2 separate regions of the Anas platyrhynchos genome follow, and region 2 is linked to region 1. A link is a contact called in public Hi-C data. All regions are on one chromosome and are shown on one strand. Each heading gives the region's core, a stretch centred on a gene start, on an enhancer-like site or on the middle of the called end of the contact. The rest is flanking DNA. Distances are from core to core; before and after follow the strand shown.

Evidence for each region. A called contact is a pair of places that touch in the nucleus more often than the background predicts.
Region 2: a Hi-C map of skeletal muscle shows a contact between it and region 1, with 3 times the contacts expected there. The contact joins two enhancer-like sites. A contact is called at or near these places in 2 of 8 Hi-C or Micro-C datasets (skeletal muscle and subcutaneous adipose tissue).

Annotation. Positions count from the first base shown.
Region 1 is chr34:1,171,345-1,174,912 of IASCAAS_PekinDuck_T2T, reverse strand. SCN8A (sodium voltage-gated channel alpha subunit 8) reads left to right here. Exons shown (of 27, transcript XM_072031849.1): 14 at 1,481-1,719; 15 at 2,150-2,323; 16 at 3,153-3,509. Among named protein-coding and RNA genes, the nearest start is that of TMDD1, 28 kb to the right of the region's middle. Within about 2 kb of position 1,317, at least 1 of the 8 cell types and tissues checked has an H3K27ac peak or open chromatin away from gene starts, as enhancers often do.
Region 2 is chr34:1,219,187-1,222,542 of IASCAAS_PekinDuck_T2T, reverse strand. TMPRSS12 (transmembrane serine protease 12) reads right to left here. Exons shown (of 5, transcript XM_072031854.1): 5 at 1,806-2,555. The coding sequence ends at 2,319. It overlaps ATF1 (activating transcription factor 1), which reads left to right. Exons shown (of 8, transcript XM_027445718.3): 8 at 1-1,275. Among named protein-coding and RNA genes, the nearest start is that of TMPRSS12, 4.5 kb to the right of the region's middle. Within about 2 kb of position 1,587, at least 1 of the 8 cell types and tissues checked has an H3K27ac peak or open chromatin away from gene starts, as enhancers often do.

The DNA.
Region 1 (3,568 bases), core at 68-2,567:
TGACAGGGAACACACACGCCCTTCAGACATACAGAACATAGCAATTCCTGCTTCCTAATTTGCATTGTTTTTACCAAAACCTGCTTCTTTCAAGTCATAATTAATGCAGCAACATTAATGAGGCTGTTGTACTTGGTTTTGCATCTGAATTATATAGATATAGAGGTAAAGGCAGCAAAGCGTTGTAATTTTACAGTAATGAATATGTGGCGTGGAGATTAAAGGATTAAGAAAATGTCTGATACTGGTGTTCTGTTTTCTGCCATCTCACAAGGGCTGGAGAGACCCTCCTTGTCACAGGCCAGGGGAAGAAAGATTTGAGGTACTCTAGGGTCTCAAACGTGACAGCTGTCAAAGGAGAAAGGGACTTGTGCATGATGGAAATTCAGAAGTGGACATCACACAGAGATGAGATTTCCAAATATGTTATGCAGGAACCAGTAAGAATCTGTGAACAGCAGCCATATGAGGTTGATGATCTCAAATTCCTGCTGTCTCCTGCAATAAAATTGTATGAAAACTAAATATACTTAGAAACAGAGCAAGGTTCTTCTGCTGCTTCCCTCCTGCGCAAACGCCTACAGGCTACAGTGCTACGGTCCTCTTTTTTAACTTTAGCAATTCCAAGGCAACTAAATACTAAGCAACCAGAGAACCAATGAGAAAGAGAGCAGGGGTCCTTTCCCTACCCATCTTCAGTACAAACATCTGTATAGCCTGAATAAAACCATTGCAACTGGGGGAAAGCTCCTCTTTTTTTTTTTTTTTTTTTCTAGGCACTTGAAATAAGCCGGTTTAAAAAATGGACATAACGTTACGTTTGATTTCTGTAAATGGAAGTGGTTTGTCTTAATCAGGTTGTTCCTGTTCAGAATCCTTTGCAGCATTATGTCATGCATTTCCTCTTTTAGATCATGTCTGCATTCAACACAGAATTCATTTAGCTTTGTTATTTAAAAACTAGCACCGAAGACAGTTTGGAATCTTTAACTTTGCTTTAAGCCATTTTACCTTGATCAGTCCTGAGTTAAATATATCCGTTCATTTAAACTAGCTTGGATTGCATCATCAGATCCGCACAGTGCTGTTGCACAGATTTAAAACTGTACTTCCTGGTAACCTCGTGCAGCTGTGCGTGCGGCTCTTAACATAGGTACCAATGTGGAGCTGGGTACAAAGGCATCCCCTGACTCTCTTGGGTCTGTCCTGGTGATCTGCCATGGTTATAAGCTTCTTTGCTTAGGAACTCTGTATTAAGCCATTGCCACATGTCCTGGAGTTCTTCATTTTGAGCCTTGGGTGAAGATAAGGCAAAATGTAACTTTGCTGCAAGAATGGTGAATCATTGTACAAGGAGGGAGACGTGAGAGAGGTTCAGCATAAGCAAGATCAGAGAGTTTTTCAGCCATGCTCAGAGTCAAATCCAGCAGTGTTAGAGAAAAAGACTGAGCTCCATTGCTGTTTTCTTTTGTAACTGTAGAGCTGGAAGAGTCCCAGAGGAAGTGTCCCCCTTGCTGGTACAGATTTGCCAACACGTTCTTGATCTGGGAATGCCACCCGTACTGGATCAAGCTGAAGGAGATAGTGAACTTAATTGTCATGGATCCTTTTGTTGACCTGGCCATCACCATCTGTATTGTGCTGAACACTCTGTTCATGGCAATGGAGCACCATCCCATGACCCCCGAGTTTGAACATGTGCTCTCCGTAGGAAATCTGGTAAGATGGTGTTAGTAAATATTCCTTACAGATCTGCTCCTACTGGGTTACGCTACTTGTTAAGGTAGAATTAGACTGAAAGAGCTGCTATTACAGGCTCCTAGGGGACACTGAGGCATGAGCTTGTGCTCGCTGCAGTCTGTGGTGACTCAGAGGTGCTGGCTAAGGGTGCAACTTTCTGGTCAAAACTTATTACTACCTAAAAATCTGCCTGTTAATTGCTGGTATGCCTGAGTAGGTCAGTGAGATTCGTGCCAGTGAAGCTGCCTCAGGAGAGAAAAGACTATTGTGGGCAAGCACATGACATTGTGTAGACTGCGTGTTTGAACTGGTGTGACGAATTGCATTGTTTGATAGTTACACTGAAGATCAGAAAATGAACAAAAGCGATTCTTTGCTTGTTCTTTTGTCTCTCTCTGCAACACTCCAGGTTTTCACTGGAATTTTCACAGCAGAAATGTTCCTGAAGCTTATCGCCATGGATCCCTACTATTATTTCCAAGAAGGCTGGAACATCTTTGATGGATTTATTGTCTCCCTCAGTTTAATGGAACTGGGTCTAGCAAACGTGGAAGGACTTTCCGTGCTGCGATCTTTCCGATTGGTATTCATATTCCAGTCCTTTTCGAATGTTCCAATCTTGCAGCTACTAAAGTAAAGGCACCCCCTCCATCCCTTTTCCTCTCATTGTGTATATACAGAGAAGGTTCACTTGGTAGGTGGTGTTGAAGGACTTCGTTAGAACACACCTTTTATTTCCTGTGGTTCCTTGAGGTAATTTACCAAGTCAGATTTGCTAGGCTGTAGGTTACGGTGTAATAAAAGTGCTGAATACCTACAGCCTTCATGTGCTTTATCTTGTCCTGGCAGCAGTTAAGCTTTTGAAAATTAAATTCTGAAAACCTCAAGGTTGGGTTTTTGGGCATAGAGATCCCGCAGCTGAGGTCAGGTTTTCCGAAGAGCTCAGTACTCAGAAGCTCCAATTTATATCCAGCTTCAGCAATTCCATCTCCAAATTAGATTCTCTGGATATTAAGCTTTGATTTTGTGTTCTGGATATGCCAGGAAAACAAGTGCTTTTTTTCCAGAGAAAGACAAGAAATATTCAGGAAAAAAAAAAAGTGACACATACCCTTCAAATAAGTCTTCCTTAACATTGCAAAGTTTGAAAATGAGAAGCTCCATACTTTTCCTTTGTAAAGGGAGATAGGTGGGTAGGGGAATAACTAAGTACAAATAGAGAAGGCTGAGTTGAAAGAGAAGTTAAGCATTCCCTACTGCCAGTGACCTCAGTAGCAGAAGCACTTATGGTTTCGTAAAATATGTGATGCCTCCAGTTTAGAAAGTCCTGCCTGATTTCCCTCTTTTTTCCTCTTTTTTTTAAAAGGTGAAATTAAATGAAGTGTCATTTGTCTCTTTGTTTGCTTTTGTAGCTGAGAGTCTTCAAACTGGCCAAGTCTTGGCCCACTCTGAATATGCTGATAAAAATCATCGGTAACTCGGTGGGTGCTTTGGGGAACCTGACCTTGGTGCTAGCCATCATCGTGTTCATCTTTGCGGTGGTGGGCATGCAGCTCTTCGGCAAAAGCTACAAGGAGTGTGTCTGCAAGATCAATCCGGAGTGTGAGCTACCCCGCTGGCACATGCACGATTTCTTCCACTCCTTCCTTATTGTCTTCCGTGTGTTGTGTGGGGAATGGATTGAGACCATGTGGGATTGTATGGAGGTGGCAGGACAGGCCATGTGCTTGATTGTCTTCATGATGGTCATGGTCATCGGAAATTTAGTGGTCAGTAAATGGTTACTGATGGTTTTTATTGTTTTCCTCTGGGTGGGGTAAAACATGGA
Region 2 (3,356 bases), core at 338-2,837, 47 kb before region 1:
TGCTTGAGCAGGGGGGGTTGGACCAGATGACCTCCAGAGGTCCCTTCCAACCTCAGCCATTCTGTGATCCTGTGATTCTGTGAAATAGAAAAATGTGTATGCAGTGCTTATTGCATGAATAATAAATACACTATTTCCATAGTTAGGATTGAATCCTGCTTCCAGTTATGTCAGCGGGAATTGCACTATGGACTATGCTATTAAAAAGGTGTTAGAGCTATGTGTGTGTGTTGTGCTAGCTCAGATCTGAATGAAATTAAAAGATGTACTCACTCCCTAGATGTGTACTGCTTATCATATGGTCAGTCAGTATTTTTTATTTTACTCATTTTTGAATTAATGGGCTTCTTAGCAAGCAGAGCTCTTTGCAAATGGTATGAGAAAGACTGCATTCCACAATCACGTTGTTAGTAGGCTATATTTTTTTTTCCTAAAGTTTATAAATATAACATTGTTACGGACATCATCCACAATACGTTTCCTTTAGGCCAAACTGGAGAATATATTTGTGTTCTCAATCACGTCAAAAAACAAAAAAATGCTTTTGTTTCACATCAAAAATAACGAGCAAGGTTGAGAAAGTCCTTCCATTAGTAAACTGCTCTGAAAGAGGTGCTCGGTGCCTCCTCCTCTCTGTCAGTGGAATTTCAGGAAAAATGAACACCATGGGATGTGCTTAGCACCTCAGAAAATTGGACTTTTTTGCTGTCTGCCATCAGGTGTGTGTACGCTATTTGGCATATGTTTAAGAGGGTTTGACCTACAGTACTGAAACTAATTTGATAACTCCTCTGTATGGTATTTTGATCCTCACTGTGTGCTGTTGTTCCTTTACCTTCTTTTGTAATACAGAATAATAATAAAAAAAGCTATCAAGTGTTAAGACTGTATAAAATATGGTGGCCAATTCTTTCTGTATTCAGCAAGTGAAACAACTATGTAGTGCTGCCAGACATAACGTTAGTAAATTTTTATCCTCTTAAAATAGTGTTTGGGAAGAGCAGCTTATTTTTCATCATGGAAATATTAAACAGTAACATGGGTTTGCTCTTTAAGTCATCACTTATCATGAAGTGCTTATTTTGGACTTAATTCAAAATCTAGATGGTAAGAGAATAAAATCTATATCCTGAGAGTAAGAGGTGTAGTACCAAGTACTGTTCTGCTGATTATTTCCAAACGAAAGTACATGCTTTATATGAATTGTAAATATTTGTCAAAACAATTAGATGGTTGCAGATTTTGACCTTGGTAAATAAAGTCGCCAAAATCTAATGCTGATGTTCCTTATTTATTGATCAATTTATTTTTAATTAACATACAACTGCAGTAGTTCTGACCAAATCCCTATGTTGTGTAGTACCAGCTCTTTACCGTGACCAAAAATAAAGTATTTGGTCTATGGAACGGCATCGAGAGATTTTTCTCCCTGATGTATCCTTCCAGCAGCCAAACTACTACATCACTAAAAACAAGTAATGGAGAATATCTTTTATGTTTCTGCTTTTTTTTTTTTTCTTGTTAAAGTTAAGGCTCTGTTAAGAGCATTGTGTTCTACTAATATTCACCCAGCAGAGGGAGTATCTCTGCCATCTACAAAATTGTAGCAGTAGTATTAAGTAACACACGAGCTTCTGAAAGCTAGAAATAGGGTAAGAACAAATATTTTCAGTAAGTAACATTTCAATATTCATTTCCATTATTAGGGTCAAGGCTGCTATCATTCCCTCTACTTGTCAGCATGGGTATTAAAGACAGAAGACAGAAAAGATGATGATAAAATTACAAACTTTTAGGACACATACTTGGAAGTACTGGTAAACATTTTTAATTAGCTAGATTTCATGCTTATAGCCTAAAACTATTATGTTACTTTGTCTTCATACATGTCTATCAAAGTAGTTTTTAACAAGAAAAAAAAACTTGATGAGATCACATATTGTAAGAATGCTAAGATCTTGCAATTCAGAGCAACAATACACATGTAATACGCTTCATACCTCAAAAACGATGGGGGATATCACAGTTTGAAACCTTACATTCCTAGAAAATCCTAATGAACGTATATGTTAACTATTGCATGTGCTTTGCTTTAGTTCCTACATTTACAAGAAATAATACACCTGCAAAGTGTGCTTTTAAGGTTTTGTACCCATGCAGATTGGATAAAAACATGCCTTCTTTAAAAAAAAAATATATATATGTATTTTTGCTCAGAGATTTATTCCGAAACATGAGTTAGCTCCTCTTTGCCAAGTTTTAACAGGCAGACCAAATCTGTACTATGATGATGCGGTGGTTTGTAGACTTTAGAAAGTCTACATGAACACTATACATCTGACAGTCAGAAAAATCATAAGCGTAATGCTCACAGGATTCCCAGCCTTGCCATTCAGGAGAAGTTGAGAGCTTATCCACCTTCTGTAGTGAGGTACACAGACGTAGACCCCAGGGTAATTTTGTCGGCCACAGCCATATCCAAAGCTAGTAACCCCTAGTAGATAGAATTTGTTGTCACCAGGGTGATAGCATACTAAAGGTCCACCGCTGTCTCCCTATAAATAAATAATATAAAAGACTAGTGACATACATTCCCTTCCAGAAACCAATGTAGAAATGTTAGTGATGTATCCACTTTTTAAAATTACATTTTAAAAATCTGCCAAGTTACCTAGACAGTAATAAAGACAGTAATATATGGATAGTAGTACACAGGCCAATTAAAATAAAGATCTGTGATACTGAGGGACACTACCTTGACTAAAAAAACATGTCTATATTAGTTTCACTGTCTAAGTAAAGTTCTGTGGATTTTTTTTTTTTGTTCTTTGTTGTTATTTGTTTCTTAATTCTTTTTTTTTTTTGGTACCTTTTTCATTCTAAGGCTTATCTCCATAAACTTTCTTACATGTCCGTTGTTACCAGAATGTATTTTCTGTACAGTGTAGTATTGCAATTACCAAGAAACATAGTAATGAATACACAACGTTGAATTTTTGCCAAATTACTTGCTTAGAGGAAAAGTGCTGAGGAAAGCAGGAAGTGTATCAGACTAATGATACACTTATGAATATACTTATTTAATTATAAATGTCTCCATATCACAGCTGATGCCCCAACTTTAGCATCCTGGGGCTTTTGACCTGAGAATTGTCTTTTCTGAGAAAGAGATGCTGATTGCTCAGCATTTAAATAAAAATCTTGCCACTGAACCATGTCACTTTTCAGTATCAGTGCTGTCTTTCAACAGCAGAAAACCAAGCAAGATGTGTACTTCACACACACTGCATGTGTACAGCGATAACATACGTACTGCATTTGTGTTCTTTGTCCTTTCAGTTCTGTTAACTTGTTCT